Regions from separate parts of the Ovis aries genome. Here region 2 is linked to region 1. Evidence: chromatin contacts called from public Hi-C data. All regions are on one chromosome and are shown on one strand. The core of a region is the stretch at or near the end of the contact, and the rest is flanking DNA. Distances in the headings are between cores, read along the strand shown.

What was found. Hi-C and Micro-C count contacts between places; a contact is called where the count stands out from the background.
Region 2: a contact with region 1 is called in a Hi-C map of omental adipose tissue, with 4 times the contacts expected there. The contact joins the promoter of BAIAP2 here to the enhancer-like site in region 1. A contact is called at or near these places in 12 of 16 Hi-C or Micro-C datasets (blood, hypothalamus, liver and 6 more).

The regions. Positions count from the first base shown.
Region 1 is chr11:51,084,737-51,087,539 of ARS-UI_Ramb_v3.0, forward strand. It overlaps BAIAP2 (BAR/IMD domain containing adaptor protein 2), which reads right to left. Exons shown (of 15, transcript XM_042256772.1): 7 at 1,433-1,585. Among named protein-coding and RNA genes, the nearest start is that of BAIAP2, 48 kb to the right of the region's middle. Within about 2 kb of position 1,480, at least 7 of the 54 cell types and tissues checked have an H3K27ac peak or open chromatin away from gene starts, as enhancers often do.
Region 2 is chr11:51,132,579-51,135,278 of ARS-UI_Ramb_v3.0, forward strand. It overlaps BAIAP2 (BAR/IMD domain containing adaptor protein 2), which reads right to left and starts at 1,330. Exons shown (of 15, transcript XM_042256772.1): 1 at 1,172-1,330. The coding sequence starts at 1,225. LOC121820699 (a long non-coding RNA gene) reads left to right here and starts at 1,735. Exons shown (of 2, transcript XR_006061389.2): 1 at 1,735-1,980; 2 at 2,675-2,700.

The DNA of each region.
Region 1 (2,803 bases), core at 230-2,729:
CCTCACCAACAGGGACAACTCAGGGCTCCCCCTCAGTTGATGGCCCTGTCACTGTCAGGCCTGAACCCAGGCAACAGGGAAATGTTAGCTGCCTGCTGCTAGGAACAGCAGGTGGGGCTCTGCCTTCACGCCCTGGTGCCCCAGACCTGGAGCTTGTGCCTTTCTCAAACCTCCTGGGGGGCTGGGGTCCAGTTTCTTGGGAAGTCATCTCGCATACACACGATCTGCCCTCCCGCAGGAAACAGAGATGGTGACATCCTGGAAAAGGATGGCTTTCCTGCTTTCCTTCTAGCACGGATGGGTCCACGCTCTGCTAAGCAGCCATAGGGCCCAGCGGCCACCAGAGGGCGCACATGCCTGCCGCGTGGCTGCTGGAGCCGCGTGGGCGCTGCGGTGGCCTTGCCGGAGCACTGCGGCTCTAGCAAGCACCTCCCCGCTGCCAGCCAGCCCTCCAGGCACAGGACCTGAACGCAAAGTCTCACGCGGCGGGGTGGCCCCACCCTGACCCTGCAGAGGACAGAAGGCCCATCACTGTCCTTGCGCTGCACCTGTGGCAGCAGCAGGCCCTCGGGCAGGCCCAGGCAGGTAGGAGCCTCTCCGTGGAAGCTGAGGCCATCTGTCAGCCTGGGGACCAGAAGCTGAGTCAGATCAAACACGTGTGAGGTGCTACCCCCAGAATCCCTTTATGGAAAAAAGGACACAAATGAGGGTCTCCTTGATTGGCTCGGGCTGCCTAACCACACCTAAGCTCTCAGAATGTTCTGGAATGTTCCAAATGACACCTCTGACCCCACTCCAGTTCCTACCTGTGGACTACGGGGAACAGAAGCCCCACTGAAGCTATCTGTTTTTTCAGGGGAGATGTGTCCTCTGGGTGGTGCTGGCCTCAGGGGGCTAAGCTGGCCTCTATAGGGGCTGGTACTGCAGCACCTCCCAAGGAACTTGCTCCCTGGAGAAGACCCTCTCAGTGGGCTACTGATATGAACAGTGAAACTTTAAGTGTTAGTTGTTCAGTCGTGTTCCACTCTTTGCGATCCCATGGACTGTAGCTCGCCAGGTTCCTCTGTCCATGAAATTCTCTAGGCAAGAATACTGGAGTGGGTTGCCATTCCCTTCTCCAAGGGATTTTCCTGACCCAGGGATTGAACCCTGGTCTCTTGCATTGCAAGCAGATTCTTTACTGTCAGAGCCACCAGCAAAGCTTGAGTTACTGGTGTAACTGCTCTCAAAAAAAGCACCTGGCAATTTCTGCTGGGAGTTGTAGAACATCTGCAGCCTTGACCTGGTGACTGTCCTTCCAGAACTCTCCTCCTGAGGAGATCGAAAACGCAGTGTTCCCTCATCACAGCTCAAGGTGGGGCACGCCCCCATATTCCCCAGGGAGGCAGTTTGTGCCAGGGAGGGCCCAGCCCCGCGAAGAGCAAGTACCCACCTTGGAGTGGTAGGCGGCGGAGTTCTTGGCCACGGCGCACTGCTTTTCCACCAGGAAGCAGAACCTCCGCCTCTCCTCAGTGAGGGCGGTCTTGTAGCCGTCGGACACGTAGCTCTCTAGCTCACCCTGCTTGTTGCCGATGGCATCGATGTACTGGGAGTGGGAGAGGCAGATAAGCCCGAAATGGGACAACACTTCATCACCTCCCGTTCTGAGCAGCCCCACAGAGGGGGAGGACACCTCTCGGCCAGCCCACTGGTGTGGGCGCTTGGCCGTGTGACTCACTTTGGCCATGAGGCTATCCCGCTGAGCCACTGCCCCCTGGTCCCCTGGCAGCTGCCTGTGTGGGGACCACGTGGCAGACTGCCCGGTCAGGCTGGTGTGGCACCTCCCTCAGACCCCAACACCAACCATAAAGGCCATCCCGATAGTCGGAAGACCAGGACAGCTCAGCTGGCACTGTGCGTTCGAGAATGACTAGTTCACGCGCGAATCCCACGGGGGTGGGCAGAGCGCACAGTTCGATGCTACAGCACACCAGAACACTCTGGTTCTGCAGGATGGAAAGTTCCAGTAACAGTTCCACCGAGACTGGGGGCAGCTGTCCCAGGGAGGCCTGCAGGCCCCCCATGTCTGTGTGCAGCCCCGCCTCTGGGATGCAGGAGAGCCTTCCAGCCCCCTCCCTGTCTCCCCTCTCTCCCCCAAGCCCACTCCACAAGGGGCACAGACTCCTCTGTCCTGAACTGGGATCCCTTTCCACCGCGCCGCGGCCGGCTGGGGGGACCAGCCTTCACAGAATCAAGCCCCATCCTGCGGCAGGGGCAGACCCGGGCCACGAGGGGGCGGCCTCCCCCGCCTGACTCACCACCTCCCCCACAGCTTTGACTGACTCAGCATGGGTGGGTGGTGCGGAGCCGGGTGGGCGCAGTGCAGGCTGTTCCTGGCCCCTCCCTGCCCTCCCCCCACATCGCAGCAGCACGCAGCTGGAGGGCAAACGCCTGCTGGGCGTGGGCCGTCCCCAGCCCTGTCCCTAGCTCAAGCCTCTGCCAGTGTGAGCCTGCCTGCCCAGCACTCTCACCAGGACAGGGACCCTGCTCCCTCTGCACCTGCAGACCACCCTGCCTTCAACACTGAACTCCACTCTCCTAGCCCTAAGAGAGCAGCTTAAACGGGCCTCCACGTCCCCCACCCTGGAGGAGTCTGCCCTGGCCCTCCTGAGCAGCCGCAGGGCCAGCCAGGCCACAAGGTGTGCCTAACAAAGTCCGAGCAGGAGGGGAAAGGCCCTCAGGCCAGCCCTGCTGGCTGCCTCCACCGCCCCTCCACACCCGTCCCCGAGCCCCACGTTATGAAACACGTGCGCACCCAGACCTC
Region 2 (2,700 bases), core at 80-2,579, 48 kb after region 1:
TGCTGCTTCCTCGTCAGTCTTCACTCCTGTTTACCAGCAGCTCCAACATGGCTTCAGAGCTGACTTAGTCCACCCTGACCCGGCCTCCAGATTCTTCCAGGTGACCTAGCTGCAACTTTAAAAACCTTTATTAGCAGCTGGGATTGACTGCGGCCGTGCTGGACTCCAGCTGAAAGCTAAGGGCCCATCAGAGGCCTCCCTCCGCGCGCAAAGAGGGCTTGGCAGGCCGCTGGCTAAGGAGGCACAGCGTAGTTGTTTAACACAATTAGAAACTGTTGCTCTGCCAGCGCGCTGCAATCCCACTCCGCCGCCATGAACCAGCCGCCGCCTAAATATCAACTCGAAACCCCTCGGCCCCCCGCGTAACCCCCAGACACAGTTTTGAAACAGAGCCTGGCTTTGTACGAAGCCCGCGTGGACCGCCCAGGGCACGACTCTCCCGTGAGGAAATGCTGCCGGGAACAGCCCTGAGCCTCCGGAGCCTGGCTCTGTGCTGGTGGGGGTGGGGGTCCAAACCGAGAAAATGGATGCTAAGAAACGGAAACTCGGGTGTCTGCCAACGTGCACACCGGCGCAAAACCGGCCCCGGGCGGGGGCGGCGAGGGTCCGGCGGGTTGCCGGCGCTCCGACACACACGCCCGCGTTCCGCACCGGGGGCTGAGAGCCGACTCCTCACACATCAGAAGCAGAGGCGGGCGCGCCAGCCTCCCACACAATTAGTCTTCTCCCTCCGCGGTTACATAAGATGACGGATTATCTGTCTACCCATCGAACCTGCCCGCGCGCGACCTCCCACCCGGCCACATCCACCGAGAAGGAGTTGTGGAAAGGGAAAGCCTGTTGAGAAAAAAGTGCCCCAGGCTTGCGTAACCGTGCCCGGCGGGGCCACCGCGGGGCGCAGGGCGACGGACAGCCGTGGCCCCAGACCCCGCAGACCTCGGACTCCGCAGTCCGCACCCCTACTCAACTCGGGTCCGAAGGCTCCGGCCCCCGCGCACGCGGAAGACGCACGGAAGGGCGCGCGGGGGCAGCGAGAAGCTGTTGGGGCAAGCGGACCCGAGCCAACCTCTGCCGGGCCGGCGCTGGGTCCCCGCGGCAGCGCCGGTTAGACCCCCGAGGGCCCAGGGACGGCCCGGGGAGGGCGCGAGGGCGCGTGTGGCACGTAGCTCACCTTGTAGACATTTTCCGTGAGCCGGTGCATCTCCTCCGAGCGAGACAGTGACATGGTGCTGGTCCGGCTGCACCACTGACCAAACGAGGGGCGCAAGTAGCGGCGACTGCGGAAGCGACAGGAAACCCGACAAACAGCGCACGGAACCTGACCAGGAGCGCGGCGCCCCGCCGGCAGCCTCCTTTATAGTCGACCAGGCCCCGCCCCCTAGAGGCCCCGCCTCCCGTGCGCCCGCCCCCGCCGCACCCGGCTCACCACCCCCGGCCTCCCGCCCCCGCCCAGCCGCTGCTGCTAGGCAACCGACAGGCCCCGCCCCCCGCGCCGTCTTTCCCATTGGTGAATTCCGTAGACGGGGAAGGGGGCGGGGACAAGGGCGGGGTTTGTGGGCCGGCAGCAAGGAGCGATTGGTCCATGGCGCCGTCGATCGCGGGGGAGGAGGCGGAGGCGCGGCGCGGGCTGGGGCCCTGGGAACAGCCTGGGGGGCCGGGGCGACAGCAGTGCTGGGGGCAGGGAGGCGGGGGCGGGGTGGCGCAGGAAGAAGGGAGCAGAAACCGGGTGGGGGCGGAACGCCGGCCGCGAACGCGCGTGGGGGAGGCACTCCGCAAAGTGGCGAGTCAGGGTGGCCGGGTCCTGGGCGCCGCTCCCCCGAAAGCGGTCGGGATCAGGGTCCGCACTGGGCAACGGAGGTCCCTGAACGCTCGGACACTTCCTGGGGAAGGGGGAGGGGGCAAGGGTACGGACTTGGTGAAGGAGGGTGAGAGGCTGGCGTGCTGTCCCAAGGGTCCAGCCTCTACCGGGCACTTTCGGAGGTAAGTCTGGTGGGTGGCTGCGACCCTTGGGCCGGCTCTTCCGGGGAGGAAGGACGCTGAAACGGGTCTCAGGGGAGGGAGGACCCTGGGGAAGACCCTAGAGAGGGGTGGACCAGGGGAAAAGACCCTGGGAGGGGTGCATCGTGAGCGGGGCGGTGGCGGGGGGGGGGGCCCTTGGGGCTGGCATTCTAGGGAGGACAGAGCCCTGGGTTGCAGAGAAGGACTCTGCGGAGAGGGGTTTTGGGGGTGCAGATTCTGGAAGGGGTGGAGGAGGGATGGGGAAAGGATCCTGTGGTGAGGATTGAGGGGCGCTCAGAGAAAGAGGACCCTCGTGATGGTGGCAGAAGATCTTCCTTGAGGGGTAGTTTCCCTGGGGAGAGGAGACTCAGGGAAGGGGAGGGGCAGGGAAGAGGGAGGTGGGGTTGGGGGTAGGGAGGTGGGGAGAGGGAAAACCTGGGGGAGGGTGAACCTTCCTGGATGGAAGAGATGGGATCGGAGATGTCTGATTTTTGAAAGCAATTCCTGGGAGGTTCTGCTGAGGAAGTGGACCAAGTTGGCACAGAGGGTTCCTGGTACAATTCCTTTGGGGAAATATTTACATAAATTAGACTAACATAGAGAAATTATTTGCTTTACCTTGTAAAACACCAGATCTAAGTGTTTCTCTTTAATTAAACCTGACACTCTCCACCAGCACCACCAGCATCCCATCCCTGGACA